Regions from separate parts of the Mus musculus genome. Here regions 1, 2, 3, 4 and 6 are each linked to region 5. The links are chromatin contacts, called in public promoter capture Hi-C maps. All regions are on one chromosome and are shown on one strand. Each heading gives the region's core, a stretch centred on a gene start, on an enhancer-like site or on the middle of the called end of the contact. The rest is flanking DNA. Distances are from core to core; before and after follow the strand shown. Region 1 holds the start of Wdr26 (WD repeat domain 26). Region 2 holds the start of Slc30a10 (solute carrier family 30, member 10). Region 3 holds the start of Lin9 (lin-9 homolog (C. elegans)). Region 4 holds the start of Tmem63a (transmembrane protein 63a). Region 5 holds the start of Mia3 (melanoma inhibitory activity 3). Region 6 holds the start of Cnih4 (cornichon family AMPA receptor auxiliary protein 4).

The links. Promoter capture Hi-C pulls out the DNA fragments that hold promoters and counts their contacts.
Region 1: a promoter capture Hi-C map of hippocampal neurons shows a contact between it and region 5, with 16 times the contacts expected there. The contact joins the promoter of Wdr26 here to the promoter of Mia3 in region 5. A contact is called at or near these places in 2 of 39 promoter capture datasets (hippocampal neurons and liver) and 1 of 115 datasets of contacts at active chromatin or transcription factors (astrocytes).
Region 2: a promoter capture Hi-C map of hippocampal neurons shows a contact between it and region 5, with 22 times the contacts expected there. The contact joins the promoter of Slc30a10 here to the promoter of Mia3 in region 5. A contact is called at or near these places in 2 of 39 promoter capture datasets (hippocampal neurons and liver) and 2 of 115 datasets of contacts at active chromatin or transcription factors (astrocytes and forebrain).
Region 3: a contact with region 5 is called in a promoter capture Hi-C map of pre-B cells, with 8 times the contacts expected there. The contact joins the promoter of Lin9 here to the promoter of Mia3 in region 5. A contact is called at or near these places in 2 of 39 promoter capture datasets (liver and pre-B cells).
Region 4: a contact with region 5 is called in a promoter capture Hi-C map of liver, with 8 times the contacts expected there. The contact joins the promoter of Tmem63a here to the promoter of Mia3 in region 5. A contact is called at or near these places in 2 of 39 promoter capture datasets (liver and pre-B cells).
Region 6: a promoter capture Hi-C map of liver shows a contact between it and region 5, with 11 times the contacts expected there. The contact joins the promoter of Cnih4 here to the promoter of Mia3 in region 5. A contact is called at or near these places in 3 of 39 promoter capture datasets (hippocampal neurons, liver and pre-B cells) and 1 of 115 datasets of contacts at active chromatin or transcription factors (astrocytes).

The regions. Positions count from the first base shown.
Region 1 is chr1:181,209,964-181,213,918 of GRCm38.p6, reverse strand. It overlaps Wdr26 (WD repeat domain 26), which reads left to right and starts at 1,941. Exons shown (of 14, transcript NM_145514.5): 1 at 1,941-2,843. The coding sequence starts at 2,482. Gm38664 reads right to left here and starts at 2,483. Exons shown (of 6, transcript XM_011238899.2): 1 at 2,420-2,483; 2 at 1,873-2,109. The coding sequence starts at 2,483.
Region 2 is chr1:185,453,562-185,457,232 of GRCm38.p6, reverse strand. It overlaps Slc30a10 (solute carrier family 30, member 10), which reads right to left and starts at 2,385. Exons shown (of 4, transcript NM_001033286.2): 1 at 1,554-2,385; 2 at 804-881. The coding sequence starts at 2,169. It overlaps Gm2061 (predicted gene 2061), which reads left to right and starts at 1,665. Exons shown (of 3, transcript NR_040305.1): 1 at 1,665-2,197; 2 at 3,100-3,228.
Region 3 is chr1:180,639,476-180,643,354 of GRCm38.p6, reverse strand. Lin9 (lin-9 homolog (C. elegans)) reads right to left here and starts at 2,205. Exons shown (of 15, transcript NM_001103182.2): 1 at 1,958-2,205. The coding sequence starts at 2,036.
Region 4 is chr1:180,941,048-180,944,636 of GRCm38.p6, reverse strand. Tmem63a (transmembrane protein 63a) reads right to left here and starts at 2,119. Exons shown (of 23, transcript NM_144794.2): 1 at 2,078-2,119.
Region 5 is chr1:183,367,848-183,371,334 of GRCm38.p6, reverse strand. It overlaps Mia3 (melanoma inhibitory activity 3), which reads left to right and starts at 1,770. Exons shown (of 26, transcript NM_177389.3): 1 at 1,770-1,938. The coding sequence starts at 1,806. It also overlaps the pseudogene Gm37339.
Region 6 is chr1:181,149,367-181,153,424 of GRCm38.p6, reverse strand. Cnih4 (cornichon family AMPA receptor auxiliary protein 4) reads right to left here and starts at 2,494. Exons shown (of 5, transcript NM_030131.3): 1 at 2,364-2,494. The coding sequence starts at 2,432.

The sequences.
Region 1 (3,955 bases), core at 692-3,191, 2.2 Mb after region 5:
ACATGTGGGTAACATGAGGTTACTAAAGCCTTCTGAATGTGAAGAACAGTATTCCAAAATTATTGCAAGTGGAGCCGAAACCTGTCTCTAAAGGCTCTAGAGTCAGACAATAAGCTCCCAATGTTTTACTATAGATAAAAGGGGCACATGCATATGGATTTCATAAATTCAAGAACTTCTAAGAGGCATCTAGGCTACTCTGAGGTGAAAAGCTGAGATGTGCGCACTGAGCCTGGATGGTGATGAAGTCCTAGTCATTGCTCCTCTCCTCTCCCCCTTTGTTAAGGAGTGGAAACCTGGCCTATAGTTAAATGGTCCTTTTCTTTATAAAAGCTACAGACTTTACTCAAACTAAGCTCCTGACTTGATCCACCTGAAGGTTGCTAGGAACCAGTAGATTACGATAAACCATTTTTCAGAAAGTAAATTTTGCCTAAACACTAACAACCTTCATGATAATGAGATTTCTAAAGTTGCTGTACAGGGCTCTATGAGGGCATTGACTATCTAGTAATTCTGGCTCTGCTGGATATACTGTCTGTGCCCTATGAACCTCAGCTAAAATGAAGGTCTGTCTCAGGTGAATACAAACACCGTATGTGAGTCACTTTGCAATTACAGCTGACACCTGAAAGCATATTTAAAGCATGACAGCCACAATGCTAGATCTCTGTAAGACTGCCCTGGTCTCTGTCTCTCTTCCCAGTCTCAAGATGAAGAGAGCTCAGGATTCTTGACAAATCATAGGCTAATTTTTATTACACTTCTAAATTTAAAAAAGGCTGTCCCCAAAGACCTAAAAATTACTGAGCTGTGAGTGTTGTAAATTTCAGAGACATAAGATGTATTGCTTAAGGCTGTTGGGTCTGTTTGTTTGGTCTTTTTGTTGTTGTTTTCCTCCCAAATGGAAGTCACGTCAGGAAAAATATCTGTCCACACCAGGTCTACATGCTACGACCCAAGTCCATGAAACTGACTAGGGCCCCATGGACCATTTGCCACAGAGTAACATAGTTACTCAGTTCTCTGCTGCTGTGTTTCTCCACTCAAGAAAGCCGTTTAAAGCGCTGGGACAGTGAAACTCCGGCCACTTGAAAATTTCAAACCAGAATCTGAAACGGTGCCCCAATCCCACCCCTCGGTCAGAGGTACAGGAACCAGGAACAAGACATCTGAGCGAGCACTTAAAAGAAAGACAAAACAAACCTAGTAAAACTCCAAAGCAAAGCGCCTCTACACACCCTCAGCCTTTGAAACGTCTTGCCCCCACGAGTTGTTGTTTTTCCTCCCAGAGGGAAGGCAGTTTACGGCCGACTTCGCCTTCCCAGGGTGGAGCACACTCAGCTCTGCTGTCATCTCCCTTGTCCTGGACTGACACGGATACAACTGTGTGTGGTGCTTGGCTGTGCAAGTTCAAGTGTTTCCACCCTAAACCGAGGCAGTGGTTAAATCCTGAGTGCAGAGCAAGAAGCCGGTGGCCAGGGGCCTAGCACACCCTTGTGCTCGAAGTCACAAGCTGCAAAACCAGGCCGCCGGCGGCCCCACCCTGGCCCGTGCCAGTGCGTCTGCGGCCCCCTCCACGCCGGCCGCTCGCTCCTTTCTGGGTCACTCAGGGTGCAGGGCGAGGACGTGATCTCCGCCTCCCACCCTGCAGGGCCCCGGAGCGAGGCTGCGAACTTACTGCAGGCCGAGCTCGCACGCCTGACCCGGGGAGCCAGGGCGGCCTCGCACAGGCGGGCCAGGTCGTGCTGAGTCGCGCCTCCCCGCCGGGGCCGGACCCCCACCCCCGGCCGCCCTCGCCTTCACCCCACGGCCTCACCCCGGCCGCCGGACACACACGTGCCGGGTGACAGCCCCCTATAGGTTCCATACCTGCTGCCGGAAGTGAGCGAGGAGGGCAGTATAGGCATTTCCTGTGACGCCAGCGCCCGGACTCCATTAGACAGCAGCTGGGGGAAGAATCAACACACCAGGGAGCGGAGCGGCGCGGACCCAGCACCGAGGCGGCCGCTGCCTCCGCCGCCGCCTCCGCCGCCGCCGTCCGGGCTCCCAGCTTCGGGCCCGCGCCCCCCCCAGTGCCCGCGAGCCCCCGGGCCGCGCCGCGAGCGCCTCCGGAGGGGGGGGGAAGGGCCCGGTCCTCCTTCTCCCCCTCCTCCCGCCCCGCCGACCCCCGCCGCGCCCCGCCGGCCTCCCACCACGGCCTCTCTCGGCGAGGAAACTCTGGCCTCCGCTTCCTCCTCCTCCGACTCGGACGCCGGCGGAGCCTCCCCGCCCCCGCGAAAGAAGCCCCGAGCCTCGGCGGCGGAGGGAGCAGGAGAGCCCGGGGCCTCGGCGGGCCGAGCAGGCCTCCCCCCCCCGCCCTCGCCCTCGCCGGCCGCCTCCTCCTCCTCCTCCTCCGTGGTGGTGGTGGTGGGACTGCCTCCGGCCGCCCCCGCCGCCCCGCAGCGGAGCAGCGGCCACAGCCTGGTCAGCGGCGGCACCATGCAGGCCAACGGGGCGGGAGGAGGCGGCGGCGGGGGCGGCGGGGGCCAGGGCCAGACCCCGGAGCTCGCCTGCCTGTCGGCGCAGAACGGGGAGTCGTCCCCTTCGGCGACGTCCGCGGGGGACCTGGCCCACGCCAACGGGCTCCTGCCTGCCGCCCCCTCCGCCGCTGGCAACAATAGCAACAGCCTGAGTGTCAATAACGGGGTTCCCGGCGGGGCCGCCGCGGCCTCCGCCACCGCCGCCGCCGCCCAGGCCACCCCCGAGCTGGGCAGCAGCCTCAAGAAGAAGAAGCGGCTCTCGCAGTCCGATGAGGATGTCATTAGGCTCATAGGACAGCACCTCAATGGCCTAGGGCTCAAGTAAGTGTCCGTCCTACAACTGGTGAGGGCCAGGCCGGGGCCGAGCGGCCGGGTGGGTTGCGGGGACCCCGGGGCCCAGTGCGCAGGAGGCCGGGGACAGACAGCCCTGGGGGGGGGGGCGGTGGAGGGGAGGTCTAGGAAAGGGAATCGGCCCGATGTCTTAAGGCCAGCCGAGCCGCCTGGGCTGGGGAGGGGTAGTGGAAACCCAGGGCGACCCCTCCCCGCGCACCTCCAGAGCAGGATTGTCTGTCCGGGAAGGCGGACACCGAGGTTGTTTATGCTGGGGGAGGGGTGGATCAGAGCGGTGGAAATAATGAACCTTGGAGGATTTGTTTTTCAAGTGTGTCTCAGAGGCATCTTTGTGGGACACCTCCCCACCCCCACCCCTGACCGACAGCAGCCCAGGCAAACTACCAATCAGGAAGGACAGTCGCCTACAAGTGTTTATGGGAACTAAGGGGCTGGCATAATTTGGAAAGAGGCTGTCGAGTAAATCTGATGGGAATAATGAAGTCAGATACCCAGTGGAAGTCATGCAGACAGAGGCCGTGTGTGTGTGTGTGTGTGTGTGTGTGTGTGTGTGTGTGTGTACACACTAGAGGCCTAGCACTAGTAAAATCCCACTTCAAAACCCAGAAGGTTTTCTTTTGAAAATGTGATGTCAGGTCTGGTGAATCATTGGTTTTCAAATACAGTTTGGGTGGTCATTAATGTAGGGTGAAGGTAGACAGCGGGTCCAACCAAAACGCATCTGTTTTGAACACACAGGAAAGAAAAGCTGAGGGAGTTGAGGTAGGGTTGGTGGGAGTGTCCTGGAGCTGAGTGAAGGTGGCAGAGCCAGGAGCTGACAGTAAACAAGCAACAGTTTCTTAGAGTCAAGGCGAATTTGAAGGCAACCAGACCAGGGATTTTGGTTTTGTTTGGTTTTGCTTTGTGTGTGTGTGTGTGTGTGTGTGTGTGTGTGTGTGGAGAGAGAGAGAGAGAGAGAGAGAGAGAGAGCGCACCCGTGCATTGGTTGGGAAAGGGGCAGATCTGCATTTTCTCAGTGACAGAAGTATTTCCACTCCCAAGCTGATAATTGCACTGTTGAGCTGAAAAATGGGGAGCGCTAA
Region 2 (3,671 bases), core at 1,136-3,635, 2.1 Mb before region 5:
ACGATACATATAGGAATATGAGGACAATATGACACATATATGTGGAGATCAGAAGAACATGACACTGAGGTGTGGAGACCAACCTGGCACTGATATGTAAGGTTCATCAGAACATGATATGTGAGTGAATTTGAGGAGAATGTGACACATATGTGGAGGTCAGGGGAACATGGTTCTGATATGTAGGGATCGGGAGAACACGGTATTCGTATGTGGAGCTCAAGAAAACATTTCGCTGATAATGTGGTGGCCAGAAGAACATGATGCATCTGTGGAGATGAGAATAACATGACACAAATGTCGGAGTCAGGAGAACGTGGCCAGGATATGTGGGGATCTGAGGAACATGATACATATGTGGAGATGAGGAAAACATGGCACGCATGTGGAGGTCAGGAGAACATGGCATTATTTGGTACTCAGTGGAACTCGGGAGACCATGACAGGGACATCTAGGGATCAGTGGGATATGATACATATGTAGCAATCAAGAGGTTATGACACTGATAGGTGACGCTCATGAGAACATGACACATATGTGTAACTCAGAGGAACATGGCGCTGATCTGGTCAGCCCAGGAACAGGCAGCTTCAGCGTGGCTTAATTAGAGCAAAGATAAATCATTAGCAACCAGCTTCTCCCTCAGAATCAATGCGATGATTAGGCAAGAGGAGAGGGTCATAGTCTGCAGGTAACTGACCCACTTCCCAGCACACTGTTGCTTTCCTAAAAGCAGAAGTACTCACAGCACAGACCCGTGAGTCAGGGAAAGGAGCCGGAGCTAGCCCACAGACAAGCCTACCTCTGATATTGAGTGCTTCAGACTTCTTCTCTTTTTTCGTCGTCTCTTCTGGTTCATTCTCGGTGTTCAGGGAATCACCTGCATTCAAAGAAGAAACCTTGTGTTGTGTATGAGTTCTACAAACAAAAAGAACCAATGATCTCAAAATGCGGTTTTGTTATTTTCAATTCCTCTTAGCATACAGGAGTCCCCCGCTTCTCCTACACTCAGCCCAAATAGGTACCTTTTAACCCAGAGGAAGCCCGAGGTCCACCCTTGGTCTTCACACACACAGCTTTCAAATTAAAAACGGGACAAGGATAAGCCTACACCTATCCCCCAGATCCTCAATACCCAAGAGGCAGGAGATAGCCCTGACACCGATGTCAGGGGAGGAAACATCCAGTTAGCACCGGAGAAGGGGCAGGATAGGAAATGCTCCGTTGCCCAATAGTTAAGAATTGATTTCCAAGATCAATACTGCCACAGGAGAGGGGAAGATAAGGACTACAGGGTCAAGAAGGAGAAAGAGAGGAAAATGGGGCGGGGGAGGGGGGAGAGAAGGCAAGCAAGGAAGGAGAACGAGGAGGGAGGGAAAGATGGAGAATTAAGTGAGAAGAGAAGCGAAGGGACTTTTTGATAAATCAGTCAAGAAAACGAGCCGAAAAAGAGGTAGTGGATGAGTAAAGGGGTCCAGATGCCAGGAGGAGGAGGGAGAATTGAGGGAAGAACAAAGTGCTCCCAGTCCGGAAGGATGCAACCGAAAGGCACCTGCTACATTAGAGAACACGGTCGCGCCCTCCTGCTGCTTTCTTCCGGCCGAGGACCCCCGGAGAGTCACTGCTGTGCCCGAGCCAGGAGCTGTGGCTGTCGCAGCCTCTTGGGGACACCCCAAAGCGCCACGAGGATCCCCCTGGCTTGGCTGCTGCGAAGGGCGGGTCCGGCGACCCCGCGTGCAGCGGGAGAAGCAGGCGCCGCAGTCCTGGAAGATGAGCAGCCCCACCACGTTGACCGCCAGCCCCAGGGCTCCCACGATAAGCACCAGCTCCGGGTCGTCGATGCGCTCGGGCCGCGCAAGGCGCAACACGGCCTCCACGAAGATGGTGAAGCAGAGCGCAGTGAGGAAGACTGCGTTGCTGAGCGCGCCCACCACCTCGGCCCGCACGTAGCCGTAGGTGGCACTGGAGCCGCGGGGACCGCGCCGCGCGATGTAGCCGGAGCCCAGGCCCACGCACAGCGAGATCAGGTCTGACAGCATGTTGAACGAGTCCGAGAGCAGCGCGATGGAGTTGCCCAGGTAACCCGACACCAGCTCGGCCACGAAGAAGGCCGCGGTGAGCACCAGCATGAACAGCAGCCGGCACGTCTTGCCTGAGTAACGGCCCATCTCTACAGCCCGCTGCGCCCCGCAACAGGTTGGCGGGGGGGGTGGGGGGGGCGGTCTGGAGCCCACCTCCTGCTGCAGGCCCGCCCTTACCCGCCCGGACCTTTTATGCTTCCAGCTCGCGCTCGCGGGACCAGAGTCTGCAGGAGTGGCCCCAGAGTCGCAAAGGCCACCTCCCGGGGCCCCTGCCCCTCCTCCCTCGCCGCCCAAGCTTGATTTGGCTGGTGGCCACCAGCCTGTGTCTCCTTCTAGGTCTGGGCTGGAGACCGGAGCTGCTGGGAGGAGGGGCGCATTGGGATGTCAATCTTCTTAAATCTCCACCTCCACCCTCTCTGAGAGAGAGATGCACGGGATGGTCCCGCTCCTCCAACTCCACCCCGCCTTCACCCCTGGGCTACTACAGATCTGTGTATGCCGCTGATAAGGACCTAGGCTGTAGTGGGTGTGCGCACCGCTGCCTACGTGCCCAGATGCGAGTTGCAGGGCAGATTCCATATGAGCTGGTGGAGCCTAGTGCCCTTAAAGGTGTTTCCTGCTTTTCCACTGGTTAAATGGTATCTCATTCCTCCCGTTAACCCCTGTCCCTGAACCCATAGTCAAAACCCTTTATCCTTTCTTCTTCACAAAGGCCACGAATCCTATTACTCCCTTATAGCACAGTATCGCCATCTCCCTTTTAGGGGTCTCTATCTGAGTCGAGCTGTCTACAGAGGAGAGGAAGGCAGGCAGCCCAGGGTGCATGGCTGCCACTGCTATTAGCATTAGTATGGAGCACTGGTATAGCACTCCAAGGCTGGGATTCTTTGTGTCCCTTGGCCATCAAAGAAGCCAGGTTTGGTCTCCTTTCCTAGTCTGTCAGAAAGAATTTCTACTGCCCCTAAAGGTGACCCTATACTCATAGTTCAATTGACCCAATTTTTTTTTTCCAAATAGACCCTGTTCCAAGTGACAATCACTCAAAGGGAACATGTCCTGGACTTGAGAGTCTACACTGCAGCCCCTTCAGAAAGGGTATTTGCTGTTGGTCACTTCGGAGACAGAAGTTGGTAACCATCGACTGAGGTATCGATGTGATAGGCTTTGGTTTGGAGGAATGTGGGTTTGGGGACTTTGGATTTGGAAAGCAGTGGAATGCTCTAAGCGGGGCTCAGTGAGCCATCCTAGCAGGAATATGGAAGACTTTGTTGCTGAGGGTGATTTGAACTGTGGAAGCCTGGCTCTAGAGGTTTCAGAGGAGAAGGATTTTAATATGTGGTGACCTTGGGGCAAGACCACAACAGCTAAGTTTAGGTTCGGGCATGGCAGTACGCCCCTTTAATCCCAGGAGGCAAAGCCAAGCTGATCTCTGAGTTCAAAGTCAGTCTACAGAGCAAGTTCCAGGACAGCCAAGCTTAGGCAGTAAAGGAGTTGGAAAACAGAAATCCGGTGATACTGTAATAGAACAAGGGGGCCATGTTCCAGCCCCAGCAAGCAGCAACTTCAGCACGTGGCTCTGGCTTTAGGGT
Region 3 (3,879 bases), core at 956-3,455, 2.7 Mb after region 5:
TTCTCAATGCAATCAAGCTATCAAAATTAACCATCACCACAGGCATGAGGAAAAGCCTAAGTGGCTCAGCTCTGGTGGGCTGCTGACCAACAACCGTGTGACTGCAGGTGAGACAGCCCTGAGAAGTCACAGAGCGTACCCATTACAGATGATGAAACATTTTACAGTACAGCCCAGGCTGGCCTCCAACTTAAGAGTTAGCCTTTTGTCTTAGCTCACATGTGTTAGGTTAACACACGTCACGGTGCCCAGCTTAAGAAAAAAAATCTCTTCAGATGGCAGGTAACATTCTACTTACTTGAATTATCTATATTTTCAAGCATCGTAAATATCAATCAACCATATTCTCCAAACAAGAACGATAAACTTAGGGATATTCTATAGATAATGCCTTATCAATACAGTAATCACTAGCTATTTAAATATAAGTCAAGATTAAATAGAAATAAAAGAGCAGCACCTGAGCCATCTAGTCACAGGTGACTACCGGTTGCTCACTGCACACTAGAAAAGTGACATCTCCATCCACCATCGAGAACGTTCTTTTGAGACTTAGCACTGGTCTAAATCAAAATTAAAACACAAACATTCTGAATACTGGCAACCTGAACTTCTGACTTAACAATATAAGAAATACACGATATCAAAGAAAACAGAATTAAGAGTTATCTCTCTTTTAAAGGCATATTTGCGTTGCCCACAGATACATCTTACAGAGTTCGAGTTTTTTCTTTGCTTTTGAAACGGGTTTCTCTGACCTGACTTCCTGTTGGGGCACACCAAATGGTTAAAAAACAAAACCACTACTTTATTTGTCATAAAAATGATACAATCGTTCTAAATACAGATTGCTCAGTTTGGAGGTTTGTTTGTTTGTTTGTTTTCCAAGACAGGATTTCTCTGTGTAGCCTTGGCTGTCCTGGAGCTTGGTATGTAGACTGGGTGGGCCTCGAACTCGGAGATCCACCTGCCTCTTCCTACCGAGTGCTGAGATTAAAGATGTGCGCCACCACACCTGCGAACCTTTCGTTGACCAAGGGCTACAAATACACACCACAGAGTACGTGTTGCTTCAAGACCATTTTGTAACTAAAATGCCTTTTAATAATGTGTGCAATATGAAAATTACAAAATTGTTCCCTTGTCCTTAGGTCGCAGAGTAGCTGGCTTTACTGTCTGCGGACAGGTGAACATCCGTCTCAGAGGTTGTGAGTATAGAAGGAGAAGTGAGGCAGTGAACAGGGGTGGGTGTCAGGCAGAATAACATACTTATATGGGCTGCGGTGCTCACATCCGTGTGTAATGCCCACCCCACAGTCTAGAGACACATCCACTCAGGAGGGAGACTGGGAATGGGGCTACCTCGGCACTGTATCCCGGCTGGATCATCTCCGGAAAGGTCCAGGGCCACCTGTAGTCCCAGGGGAAGGGGCCAAGCCTGTGTGACACGGAAGAAAACACTTCCAGGATGGACGCGGGGGGTCGGGGGGAGCGATCACAAGTGCCTGCAGAAGCAGGAGCCGTCAGAGGATCAGATCGGAGGCCCGGGGCACCAAGAGGGGCTGTGTCCCCGGTGCCCAGCCCGAGCCCTCCCGGCCCCCGGCCGGCGAGTTACATAACCGGGCGGGCGAGGAGGACGGCGCCCGCAACTGGGGGGCCGCTCTTCGCCCACCCCGGCCGGCGACAGCAGTCGCTCCGGGAGAGCAGCCGCCGACTCCGTCAGGACAGGCTGGACTCCCGGGCTTTCGGTTTCCGGCGCTGGCGCTCGCACAACCCCAGAAACAGACACACAAGACACCATAACAAAGGCGGCGACGCGGCGGCAGCGCCTGAGGAGGAAGGCCGGGGACTGCGGTGGGCTGGCGGCCATCCCACCTGCCCGGCAACCGGACTCGGCCGGTGCGACCCCGGGACGGGCAACCGGCGGGAAGGAGGGCTGCTCTGAGACGCTACTTACTCTCGTCAGGCAACTGGTCGAGCTCCGCCATCTTGAACGAGCCGCGCCGCTTTTTCAAAGGCTGCCCGCCCCGGTGCATTGTGGGGCGGAGACTGTCTGCGAGGGAGGTTCGAATGAGGAGCTCGCGGCCCGCGGCGCCTGCTCCCGCCAGGCCGTCCGGCTCCGCCCGAGCCCGGCGGGAGGGGGCCTCGGGGCCTCGCCCGCACCCCGGGCCGGGCCCGGAGGAGGACAGGGGACGCCTCGCCGAGAGGCCCGGTAGGGCCGAGCGCGGGGGGCGCGGCGCCAGCACCGATGCGCCCGCCCGCGCCGCCCCCCTCGCCTGCGCTCGCTCCCGGCGCGCGGCCCGCGCTGCGGCTGCGGGAACTGCAGGCCGGTTCCCGAGGGGAGCGGGACGCAGGCCCGGGCCGGTGGCGCGGCGGACGAGACCTGGGTTCCTGGTCGCTTGGCACGGAGGGGGCTCTGCCCAAAGTAACGTGGACTCGGCTCCCCAGATCGCGTTTCTCCGGCGCCCCGGCCCCTGCCCTTCCCCCCCACCGAGTGCCCGGGCCGCGGCGTCCGCTTCGCCTGCAGGTCACGGACGCGGGGTCCGGGCGGCCCGGGCCGGAACCTGAGCTGCGAGCGGCCGGGACGAGACCTTGAGAGGTCACCAAGTTGGTGTAGGCCGAGGGCTAGTGAACTGTCCTGCTTTCTTTCTCTAATGCGCTCCACCCGAGACCGGTAGTGAGCTGGGAGCCTCACAGTGACTAAGGATGCTTGGGGAAGACACAAGTGACACTAGCCAAGTGTAATGAAACTGGATGGGGATTCCTCCCTTGCTGAAAGAAGCCGGGAAAGATTTCACGGTTCCCATCTGTAACACTTTCTAGTATTTAAACCACGGTGGCTTTTCAACTACTATTTTTACAAGCGTGGTTGATCTCCGGGGTGGGTCTATTCTCCAGGGATTTATGAGGAGGGGGTAGTCGGCGAATGGAGAATTTAAAACAAAACAAAAACGAGTGGATGAGTGACTTCCACAAACTAAAAAGTTTAAAGATGGTTCAGTGAGGTGAGAGCAGATCTAGACAGGCCAGCCCAGGCTAAGTTGGGCTTGGTAAAAAGAATAAAGCGAGGTCTTAAGTAGTACGAAGGGCAGGCTTTCATTTCTTTTCTAGAACACATTCAAGAATGTGAGGCACAGGTTGGAGAAAGACAAGATGAGACTCTTGGGCGAGCAATAGAGTGGAAGACTTCAGGCTCAGGAAAAGGGCAGCAGGCTGTGAAAGTTAAGGGTGCAACTTGGGCTGCTACTTGTATCAGTCCCAGGCAAGCTTAATACTTGTGCTTCAACTTCTCCTCAGTAAAATGCAGGCAAAAATTCCACTCTTGCTTAATGAGTGGAAAGAACTTATAATGGCTCCTTGCAGCCAGCTGTTTGCTGCTACAGCCTCCAGTTTATAGACAGTAGGGAGTACCGCTGAATCTGGGGTGGAGGGAGGGGCAGGATGGAAAATCCACCTTTCGAGAGGTGAGGGGAAAGACTAGTGCGAGCAAGAGAAGCACATGGGTGCTGGCCCTTCTGGGCCCAGGGTAAGTGGGGGAGGAGGTGGGCGGGAAGTAAAACGTTGTAACAAAGTAACCTAGCCTTCTGAGAGAATCTAACCCCCCCTGAGCCTTCTGAACACATTCAGACCAGCCTGCCTCGTAACAGGAAACTGGTCCTGCTTGGGACTTGGGTGTCTTCATCAATTTGAAAATGAGATCGGGCATAATTTAACTCTCTGAGAATAAAAGAGCAGCAATCAACATGGAGGAAGCTGAGAGAGAAGAGAGAGGCAAGAATGGTGAAACCTAGTAGACAGGTGTTGTCAGATCAGAGCAAGTCAGATTTTACTCAGAGGCAGTTTTCATACATTTTTCACTACCTTGGTTTCTCTCTAATG
Region 4 (3,589 bases), core at 870-3,369, 2.4 Mb after region 5:
CATAAGTGACAGGGGAGCCACCTTCCAGTTTAGGGTTTCAGAACAGAAACCCGCTACACTCTGATGTTACTCTGAGACCTGCCCATGCCTCTTATCCCATGCGCCCATTTTCTGGTCTTGCCCACTGAGTTTCTTGCTACCTGGCTTTGCATCTAAACTCCTAGAACAAGCTCTCCGCCACCTCCCCGGGTTCGTCTGCGCCACCCTGTTCCTTTCTCTTCACCCAGCAGGATGGCTCGTCTCTTGTCCAATGGAACCCAGGTCCTGCCAAGGTCAGGAGGGCCTCTCTCCCTCAGAAGCACAGTGGCTCTGGGCTTGAGGTGGCATACCAAGCCAAGGTTTCCTATGAACATCCAGAGGGCTGCTGCAGCACCCAAAGATCCCCTAAAGCTAGAACTGGGGGAAATGGGCCACCCTAGAGCAAAGAAAGAAGGCTTGGAAAAGAAAAGGAAAAATATCCTCATAAATGCTCACAGAGGGAGTGCTGTCCCAAGGAAGGGGGGTACGGGTAGTGCTGGGTGGGTAGGAAAGGTGACTCACCAATGTTGCTCTTTCAGAGGCCTGGAGGAACAGAGAAGCCTTGACCCCAGGAGGGTAACTGTGGCTGCCTTCCCCTAGTGGCCAAGCCACACTCCTAAGTCATTTTTCTCTTGCCAAACAGGTTTCCCAAGAGAATCTACAAAGTTTGGTAAGAACTAAGGAAGGGAGAGTGTTGTGGTACCCACCCATTTACCCCAACATTCAGGAGGCAGAGGCAGGTGGATCTCTGTGAGTTCTAGGCCATCCGTGGCTACATAGTAAGACCCTGCCTCAAAAGCAAAACAGAAGGCCTAAGGGCCTCCTCAACCAGGTAGCCTATTCTGCCTCATGCAGACATAAGGGCTGCTTCTCTGCCTCAATATCCCCTGTGGGCTAGAATCAGGGAAATCAAATACCGCAGAGCAAACAAGAAAGGCTTGACAAGTGAGAGGGATCAGAAGCCACAGTCCGAGACCCTCTCCTCCAGTCGGAGCAACCTGTGCCCACCCAGCAGCAGCAGAGTCAGAGGCTGCTACAGAAACATTCTCTAGGCTTTCAATGAGCCAGTCCGTTCTTGCCTTCCCAAAGGAACACGCTCTGAGAGGGCAGATGGGAGCACACCCACCAAGGGGCAGCCAAGCCAGAGAGAGAAGGCTCTGGGTGTGTGTAGGGAAGAAATCAAACAAGTCCCTAAGGGATGGAAATGCTGCTCAAAGCCAAGTGCACGCCTAGAATGTGCAAGGCAAAAGGCTGTATTCCAACCGCATCACTACGAGGAGCGAGGGGGCCTTAAAAACAGCAATTAGACACTGTGGTCTCAGGATCCCTGCCTAGGTACACACTTAGCAATAGCCACCATCCCACATCCAGTGAATATTCGTACACGCAAACGCTCAGCACTCCACCATATCATTGGCACCCCAAACTCTCAACAGGGCAGGCTCTGGGACCCAGCCAAAGCTTCAGGAGAGAAAATATGTTCCCAGGCCTTTTGCAAAAGTCCCTACAAGCTGTTGGCTCCTGTTTGGGACAGAAAGACAGCAACTCCACCTCACCCGAGGTGTCAGGTAGCCAGGCTTATCAGGTCTGGGTAAGTTGTTGTCGGATGTGGTTTCTTTGCCGTCTCAGCTCTTCCCTCCCCCTCCCGCCCTTTCCCAAGTCCCCAGTTTTCCTCCACCCGGTGCTACCCGGGCAGGAGGGAGTGGTCACCCGGACAGTACGAAGCCCGCCCAAGCCGGGTCTAGCCTCGTAAGGAATTAAAGAAAAGAGGGCTCCGACGCTGCCCTTCGGGTTAGGCGGGGAGATCCGACTCCACAAACAAACTCCAAAGCCCGCCGAGGAGGTGGAGGGAAGGATCCGCCACGCAGCCAAGAGCTGTCAGGAAGTCCCAGCGGCGCGGGGCTTGATTGGCACTCTCCAGCCACCTACCCCGCTACTGTCACCAGACAGTCCCCGGGGAAAGCGACCCGAGGCGCCCCGCCCCGCGAGGACCCGGGCCGGCGCGTCCTGGGAGGGGCTGGCCGCAACCTCCCCATCTCTGCTCCCCTTCCCACTTTACCTGCGGCGGCGGCGCGGCGCGCGCGCCCGGGGGAGTGGTCAGTCCGTACCTGGCGAGGCGGGGTGGCGTCCGCACCACTTAAAAGTTACAAAGTGAAACTCCGGCTCCTCTTGCACATGCGCAGAACTGTGTCCACGCGTTACCTAATTTGGACTCTTCGCTCGCGCCGGCCCCAGCAGGACCTCGAGCTCTGTGCGCCGGGCAGTGAACCCCAATGTGGTTCTCTAACGCTGGTCCACGCGTGGCCGTCCTCACGGAGGTCTAGGGGCGGGACCAGACCAGCTAACGCCCACAAGGCTGGGAGAGGACGTCTCCGAACTGCCTTTCCTTTGTGCCCTAGCACATCCCCACTGAGAGGGCACTGGGCCGTGCCTAGGATAGTTGCGGCGTTGGAGAGCATCTGCAAATGTTCGTGATTGAATGTCCCCAGGAAATTCTAAGCTGGCCCAGTTGGATTTCAGGGCGGGGGAACACCAGGGCGCAGTGGACCTACCCTGTTCCCAGTCCCGCCGCATAAGAGAGCCGGGACCTTGAAAGTTACAAAGCTCTGTCCTGCCCCAAATAAAGAACAACATTTCCAGCGTTCCCTAGGACCACGCGTTACTGCTCTGCCCCGGGTCACCAGCGTTGCCAACTGGGACCAAACACGCTGAGCGTCTGGTGTGTTCTGGCTGCGACTTGGAGGTTTCCAGATAACAGCGGCCTCTGGACCTGCTCTGCGCCCTCTCCCAGGACAGGACCGACGCTGGATCTTTAGGGAAATGGAGTAAGGATCCTGGAGGGGCCACTGCCTCAAACCACCCACTTGCAGGTCTCGGTTTACACAAGGAAAGGAGTGGGACCAAAGCTTGCTGCTGAGTTCTTGCCACACTGACACCGCCATGCCCGGCAAATCCTCATTCCCTAAGGCACAGTTTTGCTGCTTCTCTGACCTCACTTCCATGTTTTAGCTTTCATCTTCTACTGTAAAGATAAAAATACTCTCGCAGCCTCCCTGGTCCTGATTCTAGCCCAGCCTGCAACTATCTGAAACAGGGTGTCTCTTTCCTCTTTGGTTCTCTGTCCCTTCCCACTCCCATCCTCCAACCCCTTAAGACCTAGCTAACAGTTAATTTCCCAGAGCCATCCTCTGTCCTTGTCTTTTCTTTGTTAGGGACCCCACAACTGGCTTCTCTAGGTCCCTGGTTGTAGGCCCCCAGTCATTTATGCACTTGGCTCCTCAGATTGGCTCTGCCTGATCTTCTCCAGGCTCCCATCCCACACATCCTCATTTCTGCCTTTGTTGATCACGCTGACACCTGCCTGGCCTGTGGCCTGGGATCTAGCCCCAGTCATTAGGATAATGGCCCAGCTACCAAAGAAAAGGTTAGGGCCCTTGGTAAGGGAAGGAAAGGCTTCCCATGTCTGGTCTTCTGCAGGTTACAGTTGTCTCAAGGTCCAGAGAAGGCTGGGATGGATCAGAGTGTTTGAGTTGACAAGACCTGGGCTAGAGATGTAGCTCAAGTTGGCAGA
Region 5 (3,487 bases), core at 521-3,020:
GGTCACCTAACCCAAGTCACCTCCTTGTCTGGGTTTATCTTCACTATATTGTGCGGTGGCCACTTCAGTGAATTTCATCCCAGACTTTAACTTTTCCATGGCTTCCATGATTTTCCCGTGTTTTCCACATAGAATGGGTCTGACCTCTACTGACGTCCACCACCTTAGACCCCTGAGACGCCTTGTCAGCACTGTCACTTCCAGAGGCTGCACCTCCTTCTCCTCCTTTCTCAGAACCACTTTCCCTCTTTGGCAGCATCTTTTAAGCTTGCTGTTGAACTCTCCAGAATAAATACATTTTAAAAGCAAGCAAAACCTATTATGAGCCAAACAGCGTACTATTCTTCAGTAATAGGAACATTGGCCCTGTATGTAAAAGTATATTTAAATCAATATCTCATGCTATTTTATCCGTCTTTTTCTACCAATGGAATGTTATTTAATTCTATTCTGTAGACATAAGAAGACGTTTAAATTACTTTGGTGTGCTTTCATACCCCGGTGGCACCCAGAACAACAGGAAACAGTGGGGTGAGAATGTAGTCGCTCTGACAGATATGTCCCCATCTAACAATAAACGTATCTGCAGATTTGGTGTTGAGGATGCTGCTGTGGGGAGAGCACTAGAGGTCTGAAAGAACTCCATGGAGTCTGTGTGTGTGTGTGTGTGTGTGTGTGTGTGTGTGTTTACATCGGGACTGTGGTTCATGCAGCAGATTGTTGTTGAGCACATCACAAGACCCGGGTACCTCCCTAGGCAATGAAGAACAAGCGGAAACAAAACAAGTTAGAGTGGGGATGTAGCTCAGCACTGTCGGTGAGCACGCCCAGACTCCAGCACCACATAAACAATAGCTCCTATAGAGTTATTTGAGGGGTGGGAGGAGTGGGCTGCTCTATTTGAGTGAACCTAACAGAAGAGGGGAAGAAAGCCAGGAAACAGGATAAAGGGACAGAGAGACAGGGCAGTCTGTGGTAAAGCCATTGCATGTTACTTGGAAATACGGAGTTATAAGGAAGCTTAAGGAGAACATTGAGACAGTAGCTATTGGCAACATGAGGGCATTCGGGTGTGCCACGGAGTGGGTCTGGCCTACAGTTCTGTCAAAGGAGATGGAAGCTGAACACGTTGGTGCTAGACTAAATGACTTTATGTTCTTATGTCCTTTATGGACAGCGACAGGAATCTGAAGATCGTGGGCAGAGGATCACTGTCCACCACCCCTCTCCTTAAAGGATGACACTTTCTAATTTACTGTCTCACCCACTACTCCACTGAACTAAAAGAGAGCCATGGAGGTCCCAAAGAACCCCATGGAGTTTGAAGTGTGTGTGTTAGGGTCGGGGGTTGTGCATGGATCAGTTACACACTGTGTCCAGTCCTGTGTGGGACTTGGCGGTTCAGAACTAAAAGCGGTAGTTGGAAGAAGTGATGGAGAGAGATGGCTGTTTAGCATGGACCAGAAATCCGAAGCTGTAGGAGGAAGACGAAAAACCTGTTGGGATGGCGCTGAGATGCGGAGTGACGAACCTGGTGACGCGGAGGGTCGTCTGTGAAGGCGCCCGAGTCGAGGCTTGCGATTGGGCGAGGGGAAGGTGCCTCTGACGGTCGTCAAGGTAGCAGTTCGGGAGGGACGCCAAGGCCTCCTCCAAGTCACCGCGCATCCCTTGCTGAGCCCTTGCTGACGTGTCACTCGCAGCAGCCCGCCTCTTGGGCGCCTCCCCCGGCACCGCCCGCTCCTGCCCCGCCCCCGACACCGCCCGCCGGCGGCCTCCGCGTCACCCGGGCCCGCGGTGGCCACAACATGGCTGCGGCGCCGGGGCTGCTCTTCTGGCTGTTCGTGCTGGGGGCGCTCTGGTGGGTCCCGGGCCAGTCGGATCTCAGCCACGGACGGCGTTTCTCGGACCTCAAAGTGTGCGGGGACGAAGAGTGCAGCAGTGAGTCCGGGGTGGCGGGGCGGGCGGCCGGTTCCCGGGTGGCTGCGGTGGCTGCGCGGGTCGGAGTCCCACAGCCGGCACCTGGCCTAGGGGGTCGCAGGCCCGCGGAGCCCGCGCTGGTACGCTTTACTCGGCTATCGCCCGGCTAGCCCTGCCATAGAGGCCGTGCCTACCACTTGTTGCCGGATTTGCTCTCTGCTCCTCTGACCCTGCCGGGGGGCGCCGCAGACCCAGCCGGGTTTCCAGGGTGCTGCTCTCTGCTTCCTTATCCCCGCACTCCCCTTGGGCTCCCAGGGTGATGGGGTGGCTCGCCCCCGCATCCTGGGCGCCCCATGCTGCAGCCAAGAGCGTTTTAACGCCGGCCGCGGGGACCTGGGTCCACTCAAGACCGAGATCCACGCGCTTAGAGATCTGGGGCGCAATCCTAGCGGCCGATTGACGGCGGGGTTCCTCCAGAAGGCACCTCGGCGCTGCCCTCTTGGCTGCATTGGGACCAGCTCACATCATCTTTGGAACCAGAGGAACTGGAGTTTAGGTTTGGGATGAATCCCGAGGCCAAGCAAGCAGTGCATTCTGTGGTCTCCCCGGTTTTCTCCTTCAGTCCCGTCGCTCTTTTGCATAGAAGCCTTTTGCCAGCTCCCAAGCAGGGCTGCGGGAAGGTCAAAATCTTTCGTTCTTTAACCAGCCAAGTTACTGCACCTGTCACTACCTGAGAACCGCAGCCGCCTTCTCTGTGCGCAGTCGCGCCCTAGTCCTAGGTTGGAGGTGCCAGGGTTGGAGGTGGGCCATGGGGAAGGTTAGGATTAGAAGAGGGCTACTACTGTAACGGTGATAATAAATACTCCAAGGGTCTCAGGAACCCGTCCAGCCCTTTCCTTAGTTCCCTATGTTGCTGGGACTTACTCCTACCCAGAATAATACTGTTTTTAGGTTGGTTTCCAGAAACTGTAACTCACTGACGATGTCCTTCACAAATCACAGCAGTCCATTCAGAAAAGTATTCATTCTAAAAGACTAAGAAGAGTGCAGGTTAGCCATTTGTATTTCAATTGGTGTTATGAAAAAAAAAAGGAAAAAGCAAAATGCATAACTTGAATGGTTTACTCCAATACCATTAAAGAAAAAAAAGGGGCGCCTGTAATTTATGTCGCTGAGATTCTAGGTCCTAGCTGTAACCCAGGGCCACTGTAAATAAACAGCGAAGGTAAAGCAACCACGAAGGTAAAGGCACCACGGCGACTTCTCCCTTTCATGCCCTACTACCATTTGGTGCCCTACTACCATTTGGTCATTGACTGCTGTCAAGCGTCTTCTGTTCTTTGCTGTCAGGCACTGTCCTACCTGAGTTCCTCAAAGCGTGGGAGGTCCGTATCACTGATGCTGCCTCAGAACTGGGGCTCAGGGTTGGAAGAGTTCCGGGTTATAGTGTAACTTGAGGAGTGGCCCAGGCCCAAACAAATGTAGCCAAACACAAGAGGCAATGATAGAAGAAGCAGGGCCCAGGTGTGTGTCGCTGAGAGGAAGTGCTTGTGATGGAGGTGTCAGGTGT
Region 6 (4,058 bases), core at 1,245-3,744, 2.2 Mb after region 5:
ATTTATGTTTCAGAAAGCAATTCTAGCACTCAGGAGATGAGTGGATTAGAAGTTCAAGTCCACCCTCAGCTACATAGGAATCTGAATTTCAAGGCTATGATGGGATACTTAAAACACTGTCTCAAAAAAAAAAAAAAGGTAAAATTTAGTAAAAAAGTAAAATATTCTCAACCAAATACCTCCTACTCACCACTTTCCCCACATACTCATAATCAGTCAATGCCAACACAATTAACACTATAATTCAAATTCAGAAGACTCTCAACTCGACTGGTTTACCTTCCAATCTTTCTCATTTTCAATCTACTCTGTAGATTCATCTTTCTAGCAAACTATTGCCTTTTGAGCATTTAAAGAAACAGAATTATATGTTTTATCACATATAACAGATTTGAACATATATATATATATATATATATATTGTAGAATGATAAAACCTAGTCAATCAAGATGCTTCCCTTCTCATGGTTACTTTGTGGTAAAATCAGTCTACTTTCAGTCTTAGCATTTTTCACAAGTGGGATACCTTGTTAACTGTTGTCACCAAATAAATGTATTTCCTCGTTTTATCCATTCTGTGGAGGCACTCTACAGCTGAGCCACACCCTCAGATCAACAACAACAAAAAAATCTCATGAATTTATTTCTAACAGAAATTGTGTATCCTTGACCTAAAGTCATTTTGTTTATGTCAAAAGTTTGCAGCGACTCCCTACTGCTTGCAGGATGAAACCCCCCCCCCATCTGATCTAACCCTCCTTTCCCATCTGATCTCATGATGACCCTAAGGAACCATGAGCTCCTGATCTTTACCCATCACACAAAAATAAGCATGCCTGCCCTGCACCTTGCTCTGACCAGTGACTGCAAATATCTGTCCCCTTTCCCCTGTAGATTTCTTCACTATTCTAATTCCACACACTCCTATAGTTTACATGAAATCTACTCTGACCATTTCCCACCTACTCTCTGTAACGCAATTACTCCAACAATCCTACAACACTGTAAAATCTGAATTCTCACCAAAATGTGCCCTGACTGTGTAACCACTGTTCAACATTCCAGCTAACATGTACATATATACATGATCTGTTATACACCAAGACTGTTTTAATGATCAAATTTTCCAAACTACAAAAATAATAAAAAATTGTTGTTGCATTTCTGTCAAACAGCTCTGGTCCCTTATATCATAAGCTAAACAATGGTCATTGGAACTTAGGTAAGAGATCTTGCCCTTTTATTCAGTTCCTCAAAGCTAATAAAACACAGGGCTCTTTGCATGAGAAATCATCAAAGTAAGAACTGCTGCTAGATAATTTCAATTGGGCAGCCACTGGGTGTTTGACACAAATTCTCACTGTGTATATTTAGGAAATACATATCTACAATCCTAAAGAAAATCGAAGCAGGTAAGATACAGTACTGGGCAAGGTTCATAGTTCCAAAGTTTGTTTCTTCCTATTAAGACAAACTGTCAGTTCATCATAAAAGCGGGAAATATATTCTGTGCAGCCATTCCAGGGCTGCACAAACAAAAAGTTCAATTCGATCAGAAAAGAGGACGTGATTTCATAGGGAAAGGGGCAACAGCCACAGGTCCTGGAGCACTTTACTAGTCATATCTAATTACTTAAAAGTGGTCTGTGCATTACACTACTGCATTACAGCAGCGTGCTGTAACAAAGACTATCATCCCCCAAGGACTGAGAGTACTGAAGTCACATCACACAACTACTACAGTGCTAGGCTGAAGAACACCATGTACTGGTCTGGAAAATACTGTTTGAAACCTGTAACAGAAACAACTATAGAAAATACTGAATGTTAACACGGATTTTATATATATATATATAAAGTTTAGAAACTGGGGATTAAGCCACAGGTATAGTTACTGAGTTTACAGATAGTCCACTGCGGAAGGCAACCAGAAACACTTTGTGGATGCTTCTTTCAAAAACCCTAAAGAACTGCACGTGAAGGAAGCACACCGCCAGTTCTTGGAATGAGTCATCTCCTGGGTGTGGGGAGTCTCCAGAAGGGCAGACACCCACAAGGACAAAGGGGCAAGGGTGCTGCCGGGGACTAGAGAAGGCGGCAAAGCCTCAGGCCGGCCGGCTATGCCCCTGAACGGCTTCGCTCTCTCGGGGACCCCCGGCGGCCCAGGCAGGCGAAGAGGAGGCAGGGGGAGCTGGCTCAGGCCCGCCCGAGGCGCAGCGAGGCTCCTCCGCTCGCGACCCGGGCCCGCGCCGCCGCCCCCTCACCCCAACCTGCCAGCGCCCGCCGGGCCCACCCTCTGCCCATTGCCCCGGCGGTAGCCCTGGGAACGAGCGGCGGCCGCGGCCCGCTTCAACCAAGGATACGAAGTAGACGGAGAGGAAGATGAGCGCGCAACAGTCGAGGAGCGAGAAGAGGAACACCACCGCCTCCATCCTCCGCCGCCGCTCCGCCCGTCAAACCAGCTTCGGGCCGCGCCGCTGGGATAGGCGGCATGCCGGGAGTTGTGGTCCAAAAACGCCACCTCCGCGACGCGATGCATGATGGGAAATGAAGTTCACTAGTGCCCAGGGAGCATAGCAGGTGGACCTCACCCTCATTTAGTATCCACTGCATGAAGTTACTCACCCTGTATGAAATTTTCTGTCTCTCTTTTACTTTGTATCCATCCTTCCTTGCCTATCATATGAAATTTTCTGTCTCTCTTTCACTTTGTATCCATCCTTCCTTGCCTATCATTGTTGGTTTCTGTGGAATGCGCTTTGTATGCGAGTGGTATGATCTTGCTCTGTAAGCCCAGCCTGGCCTCTAACTTGGGTCTCTTTGCATTGGGATTATTGGCATAGGTCTCCACACATGGCTGCTTTAACGCCTGTTCTCTACCCTCCTGCATTCTATAACTTTTCATCTCAAATACAAAGCCACTGAGTTCTGCTCTTCAGTTCCTGACCTGTTTCCCCAGCACTTACCCAGTTGCTTGCCAATTCTTGATAACAGCAAGCTTTCTCACCTCTGAATTTGAAGAATTTTACAGAATCCAGTTATCAACCTTTTTTTAAAGAGGGAGGCAAATAATTTTTACTACACCCTTACTATAGACCAAGAGCTACTGTACACTTCAAGTGCAGAGATGAACAGAGCAAACAACTGCTCTGGTGGTTAAAAGGGCAATAAAGTAGCAACTAAATATTCAAAACAGAACTTGGGTGGGTTCTGTTGCCTTTGGAAGCCAATTCCAGCAGCCATTCACTCGCTCATCCATTTATTTAACTTTCATTTTAAATTTAAATTTAAAGCAGGTAGTGTATGTGAGGCACTGTTCTAGGTCTTAAGAGACACAATGAACAGAGAGGGGAGGCACCCACAAGCCTGCACCTTGCATAGTAAGTGTAGGGGAGATAGAATAAACCACAGAAATTAAAAGCAGTCCCAAGTACCCTGAAGGGCAGGAAGAAACCCCTGAAGAGCAGCAGAGACCAGGCTGAGGGTTTCACACAGGGTTGGACGATTTACAAGGAGCAGAGAGGCCCAAGACAGTAGGCACTTGCTGTGCTTAAAAAGAAAAAAGAAAAAAAAACAGGATGGGGTAGGGGGTGTGCTGGAGGGATGGCTCCCTGGATTCCATTCCCAGAATCTGGATGGCAGCTCACAACTGTCTGTAATTCCATCTCCACGGATCCAGCACCCTTTTTACCACCACACTGGGCCTGTCCTACATCCCTTAGATGGTCTTTTATCCTGAGAAAATGTAATAGCTCACACCACAATTAACCACAATTATTTTGTTTGTTTGTTTAAATTTTTTAATGTATGGGTGCTCTACCTGCATATATGTCTGCATGCCAGAAGAGGGCATCAGATACCAATATAGATGATTGTGAGCCACCATGTGGTTGCTTGGAATTGAACTCAGGACCTTTGAAAGAGATGTCAGTACTCTTAACCACTGAGCCATCTCTACAGCACACACACACACACACACCCCACCCACCCCCACCCCCGCTAACCACAATTATTAAATTACCATTTCCCATTATGATGAATTTTGTCTTAATTCTACC